2 separate regions of the Hordeum vulgare genome follow, and region 2 is linked to region 1. Evidence: chromatin contacts called from public Hi-C data. All regions are on one chromosome and are shown on one strand. Each heading gives the region's core, a stretch centred on a gene start, on an enhancer-like site or on the middle of the called end of the contact. The rest is flanking DNA. Distances are from core to core; before and after follow the strand shown.

What was found. A called contact is a pair of places that touch in the nucleus more often than the background predicts.
Region 2: a Hi-C map of seedling shows a contact between it and region 1, with 2.1 times the contacts expected there. The contact joins the promoter of LOC123447531 here to the enhancer-like site in region 1. A contact is called at or near these places in 1 of 6 Hi-C or Micro-C datasets (seedling) and 1 of 1 datasets of contacts at active chromatin or transcription factors (embryo).

What each region holds. Positions count from the first base shown.
Region 1 is chr4H:19,823,336-19,827,837 of MorexV3_pseudomolecules_assembly, reverse strand. No RefSeq gene overlaps it. Among protein-coding and RNA genes, the nearest start is that of LOC123447527, 11 kb to the right of the region's middle. Within about 2 kb of position 2,292, at least 3 of the 3 cell types and tissues checked have open chromatin away from gene starts, as enhancers often do. A contact at or near this core is called in seedling, where this site is marked.
Region 2 is chr4H:20,109,033-20,113,982 of MorexV3_pseudomolecules_assembly, reverse strand. It overlaps LOC123447531 (actin-1), which reads right to left and starts at 2,396. Exons shown (of 5, transcript XM_045124140.1): 1 at 2,303-2,396; 2 at 1,665-1,731; 3 at 1,170-1,563; 4 at 305-918; 5 at 1-214. The coding sequence starts at 1,724. The coding sequence ends at 149.

The DNA.
Region 1 (4,502 bases), core at 1,043-3,542:
GTCCCCGATCTCAGTTTGAAGGTTAGCTCCGACCATTATAAAAATGATCGATTTGTGATATGTTGCATCGATGAGCACAAATGACCGGTTGTAATAACTGATTGGCTGCTCCATTTGATCCGTGTGTATAGTCAACTTAACTCTTAACAGTTTTGTTTCTCCATGTGTGAGTGTTGTTCTGTACGCGGTTTGTTATAATCATCATCATTAGCCCTAACGTTCCTTACTTGTCTTTTGGCAGTCCCTCCCCCTATCGGTCTCCTTGTTGTCCCTCCTCTGAGTCCTCTCCCTCTGGCCACTTATCCGTGGTGGGCTCTCCAACGGACCCATGGCCTTCCTTCGCAACCACACGGTCCCAACGCTACCGCTTGCAAGTCGTCCTGATGCAGCGGTGGCGCTCTATGGTTGTTCGTTGCCGCATTCCTGTATATTCGTTGCACTGCTCAAGGCTCTGCTTTGCTTCTGTCTATGTCGATCGTGCCTCGGTGTGGGGTGGTAGAACCGACATGTATTGCATTGTTCGGCGGTCGCCACGCCGGCCACTGACGGTGGGCTCCATTCCCCCTTAACCATCTTGCAATTTCAATTATCCAATGCATGTCATGGAAGTGTTACTATGATACATGTAATTGTGTTGTTGTGAACCTTACAATTGCTATGTCGTTCATGTACCTATGAATATGTTCGAAAATATTACTCTACCATATATATGTTAGAAAATGCTCTTGCCGGGTTATTGTGCCCTGGAGTATACATTACCCATGTTCATATTATATGTCACAATATAGTGATGAATATTTCACAAAAACAGTATAAATGCAACTAACTCCCTCATTAATTTGGAGATATAGTGAAATATTGTCTGACGACATACTTGATTTATGCATATTATTTTACTTGTCAATATCTAATGAAACTCACCTAGATCTAAATAAAATAGTTCTATTGCAGCTGCTATATATTTTAGTTACACTTCACAAAAATGAAAGAAGAGATGATGAAATCTTACGCCTAGTAGGCACCAGCTACTCCCGCGCATGGCCAATAAATGTTTATGTTAACTACATTTGTATTAAATAAACCAATAAATGTTTATGTTAATTGTCTTACGAATTTTGTTTGTGCAGACTTACATTTTTGTGGCACTGCACAAATGAAGATGACTAAGGGGTTTATGAAGTAGGAGAGAGATCAGTTAGAAAATATAAGTATTTTCCCTAGTTTGCTAAGAGGCTCAACTGTGAAGTGTGTACCTTTGGCTAGTACTCTCGAATTGTTGGTTCACAATCTAGTTTGTTAAGAGTCTCAATTGTGAAGTGCATGTGTAGTTTTGGCTAGCTAGCATTCTCAAATTGTTGACTATGAACCATGTGAATTTTGTTATGAAAAGCAATGTGCAAATGGATGATTATGCATGCGTATTGTGTTCTTATCTTTCTATCAATTTCGTTTGTATTGCTGATAACATACGTAAATAAAGTGCATGCATACGATGGTGAACTGAATCGCTACCACTAACTGGTAGGCGGTCAGAAGTCATCATTGACCCCAAGGCACTGACCGGCCAGAAACCTGTCGGTGATAATGTTATTTGGGCGGCCAATGTTGTTCTGGTCTGTGTACAAGTGATGGTAGTTTCATTCTGATGCATATGTAGGACTCATTCATGGTAGATTTGATAAATGACGTTCAAGAAACTCCAACTTTTATGGGTGATATCAATTCCGCTTTTCCCCTATGTCGAAATCCTGGCTCCCGTCCCCTCAACCATCCTTTTCAAACACCACAAAAACCAGGATCTCGTGCCACACTGACGTAACCTGTTAAACAACCAAACACTGCACCCACTCCCTTCACAGAAGCACCAGTCCACAACAGCCATACACACACGTCCGGGAAAGAAAGCAAGAAAGAAACCCACGGCACAGTTCCACGGGGGGTCGTGGGCCGCCGTCCGCCTCTCCGGGGTCTACACGGACAAGGACGCAGCCGTCCCGGAGACTTGGCAGCTCCACGGCCGGCCACCGCCGCACGTCTCTGCTTCTGCTTGTGGCGCAGGCGAGTGGTCGATCCACGCCCGCCTGGAGAACTCTCCACGCTTCCCCGTCGGAAACTGACAAGCGCGATCGGCGAGCTCCTCGCCGCCGCAGAGAAAAGATCCCCCGTTCCCTGATGCTGCGCGCGCCTCGTGTCTCTCCGAGGATCTGAGACCAGAGAGAGAGAGAGAGAGAGAGCAGGAGGGGGAGGGGGAGGGGGGGACGTGGGCCTGGATATTCCTGACAGCAGGCTCGAGAGACAGCAGCCGAGCCGAGGGGGATCCTTCCTACCCGGTGCCAGGAAGGAGCAGTTCGAGAGGCCGACGTCTCGACACACGCACGCAGCCGATCAGCAGCCGTTGCCCTTTTTCCGTGGCCGTCCTGCGCGCGTGCGACGTGCACGTCTTCCCGCCGCTGCGAAAAAACATACTCCCATATGCTTTGTTGCCTATGACGAGTTTAACGTTTCTCTTTTAGAAACAACGAGCTAACTCGTGAGTCACATGAGTTGGGCCCATTTTGAACTTAGGGCATGTTTGGTTCCTTGGCTCGCACCTGCATCGCACCCACCATGCAATATTCGCGACGTTTGGTAGGTTGGACGTCTCTCTCGGCCAGGCCCGGTTGATGCAAAATAGACCCCCCAGCCAGGCTGAGCTCGCACGCAGGGATCCGTCGTTTTCACGAGCCTGCACCCGCCCGTGCAAACTCTCTAGCTAGGTTTCCTCCCCGGTCCGTCGTCTCGTATTTCCCTTGCTCTCTCCTCTGGTGCAACGCAAGTGGATCCCGGCCGCATCTTCATCGCCCCTGTTTCGTCTTTGCCGCCGCATCTCGTCACCGGTGGCAAGGCATCTCTCCTTCTCTATTCCCCCTCATTTCCGTCCCAAGCCCTCCTTCCCGTCTTCCAGCATGGATCTCGTCGTCGTCCTCGCCCCCCGCCTCCCCGCCGATCTGACCGTCAGAGCAAGCACGGGAATACGGCGGCACGTACACAGCACACCCTCACTCGCAGCCACCCACTAGATCTGGTTGTGAGAGTTGTTGTCCGCTCGATCCACTTGTGTGAGGAAGCAAGGGACCAGCTGCAAATCTCCTGCATGGTTGCTCGATCTCCTACTTGGTTCGGCCGTTGGTTCTGAATTGTAAACCTTGAAGCTTGTGGTTCTGAATTTGTTTTTATTGGAATAAACCTGAGACGACTGCTGCTACTGCTGCTGATGGGGATGCTAATGCTGCATCTCTCATAGAACTTCAAATGCAACATACCAAACAAAATCTGAGCTAGGCCTGACCCATATCACGCAGTGCACCAAACACACATCTCAAATCCTTTTTGCATCACCTCAACCAGGCCAGCTCCACCCAAGCTCCTTCATGCAATGCATCATGGATGCACCGAGAGAACCAAACACACCCTTAGAGCTCGTTATGTGAATGAGCCGAGCCAAGCCGCTAACTCTTGATGCTCTAGTGAGCTGGCTCAACTAGGCTTGAGCGAGGCCTAGGTGCTACTGGCTGGGTCCGTGCAAGCCCAGATCTACCCTCCCCACCCCCTTAGGGCCCGATTTGGATTAGATTGGGCCTGTCTCGTTGCTTCTGGTTGGCTTGCGACGCGGCTCACGATGGGATGACAGCGCTGATGTTGCACTGTTGCAACATGACGACGGTGCTTTACGGGCTTATCCATGTACGGCTGAGATTTTGGGCTGCATGAGGGTAGCGGCGGCGGCGGCCTACATGCGCAACATGGCGGCGGGGGCTTTACGAGCTCCGGGACTTGGTCGGGGCTCGGCCAGGCCTATTTGTCCTGGTGTGTCCTGGCTGCAGTTTCCGGTAGGCACACGCTGATGACGGTGGAGGACGTTCTTCGGGTGGCTGCGTTGCTGCCGCCCTCCATTTTCAATGGCTGGGTGTGGTCTCGTCGTCGTGTCCGAACGCCGACCGTTTTGAACGGTGGAGGTAGTCTCCTTCTGCGTAGTTGTCTTTCTGTCGAACCTTATCTTTGGGTGATTCGTCTCACACTGATCGGCCTTGTTACGTTGGCCATGGTGAGACGATGATATGGACTGTAAAATCGTGATGGCGTATGCTGGTGAATGACATGCTTGATGGAGCGCCTCGTGTCTCCCTGAGGCTCTGAGAGCAGGGAGAGCAGGAGAGGGAGGGGGAGACGTGGGCCTGGATATTCCTGACAGCAGGCTCGAGCGACAGCAGCCATGTCGATGGGGATCCCGATGCCTGGAAGGAGCAGTTCGAGAGGCCGACGTCTCGACACACGCACGCAACCGATCAGCAGCCGTTGCATTTTTCATGGCCGTCATGCACGCGTGCGCCGTGCACGTCTTCCCGCCGCTGCTAGTGAGTGACCGCGTCGTTCCTCGATGGATTTTTCATCTGAACCTGCGCTGCGTGCCATGGTTATTATGCCAACTCCACCGCGCGACCCCATCTTGTCCACGCGCGTCC
Region 2 (4,950 bases), core at 1,147-3,646, 290 kb before region 1:
AGTCTTTGAATAGGAGAAAACGGTAACCGGTAGGCCAGCCGAAAACTTTGTCCACGCTAACGAAGAAACAGCAACAAAAGAGGGAGGCGAAGCGGCAGGAGGGTCGCGATAAAGGCTCCTCCTGGCTTTCATTCTTGGGTCCGAAGAATTAGAAGCATTTCCTGTGCACGATGGATGGGCCAGACTCGTCGTACTCAGCCTTTGCAATCCACATCTGCAACAACAACCAAGCAACACTGTAAGCAAAGAAACGAAATATCCATGAATGAAATGAATGAAGCACGATGCTGTAATGTTTATTTACCTGCTGGAAGGTGCTGAGAGATGCCAAGATGGATCCTCCGATCCAGACACTGTACTTCCTTTCAGGAGGAGCAACAACCTTAATCTTCATGCTGCTAGGAGCCAAGGCAGTGATCTCCTTGCTCATCCTATCAGCGATTCCAGTGAACATAGTGGTACCACCACTAAGAACAATGTTGCCGTACAGATCCTTCCTAATATCCACGTCACACTTCATGATGGAGTTGTAGGTGGTCTCATGGATACCTGCAGCTTCCATCCCGATGAAGGATGGCTGGAAGAGGACCTCAGGGCAACGGAAACGCTCGGAACCAATGGTGATAACCTGCCCATCAGGAAGCTCGTAGCTCTTCTCCACAGAAGAGCTGGTCTTGGAAGTCTCCATTTCCTGGTCGTAGTCCAGTGCAATGTAGGACAGCTTCTCCTTCACATCCCTCACAATTTCCCGCTCAGCAGTGGTGGTGAATGAGTAACCACGCTCAGTGAGGATCTTCATGAGGTAATCGGTGAGATCACGCCCAGCCAGGTCAAGACGGAGGATAGCGTGGGGAAGAGCGTATCCTTCGTAGATGGGGACAGTGTGGCTGACACCATCTCCCGAGTCCAGCACAATACCTGAGGAGTTCAATGAGGTACATCGAGTTATTGATAAAATTAAAAAATGTGTTGAATTGACAGTGTGGGAGAGGATGACAATTAACTGCCTATCAGGTTTGGTTGAAAAATATTTACCACATGTCATAGAACAAAACTAGTGCTACACAAAACAAATTGACAGATTTTACAGATTAATCTCGTCTACATGTGAACATGCTAAATTCCAGGATTCCTAATTCAAAAGAAGAGCTGAATATAGATGAGCTCACCTGTGGTACGACCACTGGCATACAGCGAGAGGACGGCCTGGATGGCGACATACATAGCAGGAGTGTTGAAGGTCTCGAACATGATCTGGGTCATCTTCTCACGATTGGCCTTGGGGTTGAGCGGCGCCTCAGTGAGAAGGACGGGGTGCTCCTCTGGGGCGACACGGAGCTCGTTGTAGAAGGTGTGATGCCAGATCTTCTCCATATCGTCCCAGTTGCTGACGATACCGTGCTCAATGGGGTACTTGAGAGTCAAGATACCCCTCTTGGACTGCGCCTCGTCACCGACGTAGGCGTCCTTCTGCCCCATCCCGACCATGACACCGGTGTGGCGTGGGCGGCCCACGATACTGGGGAAGACAGCCCTGGGAGCATCATCTCCAGCGAACCCAGCCTGCAAGCATCATCACCACCACAAGTGTTATGTCACAAAGAGCACTGCGGCATTTCCCTGAACCAAAGATGCAAGAACGCTCGTGGGATGCAGCGGCTCACCTTGACCATACCGGTACCATTGTCGCAGACGAGGGGCTGGATGTCCTCGGCGTCAGCCATTTTCTACCTACAGCAGAAGCTCGCAGGAAGCCACGGTTATTATTACACATCGATCGGTCGATCAAAGGAGAATCTACGCATCCTAGCAGTGAAGGACGCTGGCTAAATAAATGCAGAGATTATTATTTTTCTCCTTCGAAGAAACATGATGAGTAGTACTATCAATCAGTTCACGAGGAACCCCTAACCGCAATGGCTGGCATGTTAACCGCGAGGCTTAGCGACAAGAACAGTTAATAAGGGAACAGAGAGAGCATGGTTCTCTGGCACCGCGGCGCGGATCGGAGCGCTCCGGCACCCGAAACGGCCCAGATCGCGGGCGGCAGATCTACATTCCCGCGGCGGCACGAAAATAAAAAAAAACGCGGCGGGCGCTCGCTCGCTCCCATTCCGCGAGATCCGGTCGGATCCGCGGCGGGAAGAGGGGGAGCCGGCGCCGGGGCCCGCCGCGAGATCGGATCGATCGGGCCTGATGGTGAGCGCAAGGGGGCGCGCAATGCGGGGCGGATCTCATCTGGGGAGAGAATGATCGATCGGGGCGGGGAGGAGGAGGAGGGGGGGCATGAGATGGTCGTTACCGGGGTGGGGAGGGCGGGGCAGCGGCGCCGGCGGTCCGGTCGTGCGACGACGGTGGTGGTGGAGGATGAGGAGGAGGAGGGGGCGAGGGTGAGCGGTAGGGTTGGGGTGGTGGGGAGGGGGGTATGTATAGCGGGGAGGCGGGCGACGGGGTGGGTTTTGGGCAGGGGACGGCCGCACTCGTCGCCCCGGCTGGCTCTCGCGGCCCCACGACCCGGCTGGCGTTCGTTTTTGTTTTTTCGGGGGGGAATGGAATGGAATGGAACGAACGAACGAACAAGTGGCCTCCCTCGCCGAGCGATCTGACGGACGACGTGCGCCTGTGCGTGCGGACAACTCAGGCCCGCGCGGCTGGCACTACCTGTTTGGTTTCGGGTGGTGGCTCGCTGCTGGCCGAATGCGCCACCATGATTTCCTTCCCCCACATGTGCTACGCGGTGAATTGGTCATGCTGTTCTTTCTTTCCTTTTTTTTTTTGTGTGCGGATGCGCCATGGATTGGTGTACCAATTTCATAGAAGTGGTGGTGAAGAAGCCGGTAGCACCGCTTAGGCGTAGAGCGCTAGATAGGCGCTAGCCGGCCATCTCACAAAGGGGCGCTCCTCGCTAGAACGTGCAGAGAACGGCGGCAGAGCACCCATGGCCGCGAAACGTCCGGTAAGAAGGAGTCGGCTTTCCACCATTGCTTGCCCTTGTGACGGACGAGCCTCAATGATGTCTCGTGAGGAAGGTCTCGCCCCATTGAAGATGGCGTTTCGGTGGAATCAATCGTGCTAGAACATGAGGATCACCGCTATCCAGAGATCTTTCGCTTCTCATCGCAACGGCGTCTGCTCAAGATCTTTGATGTCGCGGGCGGCATATGCATGTTGCAAGGTTCCACCACCAAGCACCTCAAGTTAAGGAGAGCGAGTCGCCACACGGTTAAGGAGTATTGTTGCGGGGTTTGAGGCTTCTTATCACAAAGAAGGCATCACAGGTGACGGCGCCATACACGTGGGGGTGGATCATCGACGGGAGCGCGGCATAAGGCCTGCTAAAGGGCTCACAAGGCCAAACACAGAGGGGAGGCCAAAGGGGAGGATAAGCACCGGTGATCATCTTGACCTCCAAGTTGATGGCGACACCTTCCTAGATCGCATCCCCCTTTGTAAAACCCAGCCTCCACCATGTATATAAGGGAATGCTAGGGAGCTCTCATTCTCATATATTCTCAGATAGACCAAATCTCGGTAGACATCTTATCTACATCATTGTAACCACTCACACGAGGTATAGCTCAATCATGAATAGCAAACGCAAGCAAGATGTAGGGTATTACTCTTCGGAGGCCTGAACCTGGGTAAATTCCCTGTGCGACCTCCGATTTATGACCTCCGGCTAAATAAGGGGCCCTACCAAGGGATATGGTGGTTTGCTGCACCATCAATTGGCGCGCCAAACACGGGCAGCGTTGGTTGGAGTCTGGTCTCAGATCATATCTTCCCTAGCCTCCGGTGATGTCCCGTCGGGGAAGAGCCTCACGTATGGCTCGCTCACCTTCACCATCGACGGGGTGGGTTGGCTCAAACATCAACCCATCAGCCCACCTTGTTCACACGATCCACGTCGGCGTTGTGTCTGATACATCTCCAGCATATCCACTTTTCCAACACTTTTCCTCCTGTTTTGGACTTTAATTTGCATGATTTGAATGAAACTAACCCAGACTGGCGTTGTTTTCAGCAGAACTACCATGGTGTTGTTTTAGTACACAAATAAAAGTTCTTGTATTGGGCTAAAAATTCACGTAGAATGTTTTTCAGAAAAATATAAGAACTATTGGCAAAGGACCTACTAGAGGGGCCCACCAGGGAGCCACGAGCTCACAGGCGTGCCATGTGAGCTCGTGGGTCCCACAAGCCTCTATTGATCCTAACTCCAATTGTATAAGTGTTGTCTTGTCCAGAAAAATCAGAATGAAAGTTTCATCATGTTTTATGATACGAAGCCGCTGCCACCACCTCCTATTATTCTCCGGGAGGGCTGGTCTGGAGTCTGTTTTGGGGCTTCGGAGAGGAGGATTCATCGCCATTGTCATCATCAACAATTCCATGGTGCTCACCACCGGGTAGTGAGCAATTCCTTTGTAGGCTTGATGGACGGTGATGGGATTGGATGAGATTTGTCATGTAATCAAGTCAATTTGTTAGGGCTTGATCACTAGTATCCATTATTCTGAGATTGATGTTGTTTTGACTTTGCTATGCTTAATGCTTGTCACTAGGACTCGAGTGCCATGATTTCAGATCTGAACCTACTATATTTCCATAATCATGAGAGTGTGTTGGGGATAATTCCCCTCACATGAGGCGGCCAGCTTAGGCCAGGTCACCCAGGACATGGGCCTTGACGTAAGTTGTCCCATGAAGTACGGGTCTCGCTTACCTTTTCGGAAGACAAGGAAGGTTGGACCAATGGTCGGTCCAAGAAGACACCGACACGAAGACTAAGAGACGTAAGCCGACGAGTCTAGTATCAGCTTGTCTTGTTGTAAATCTGTGGGACTTAGCCTAGTATATAAAGGCAAGCCCTGGGTCCAAAGAGGGCCAAGTTAGAAACCAAAATATCTACCTATAGACGCGTAGCGTTCCCCATAAAAAAAACTAAAC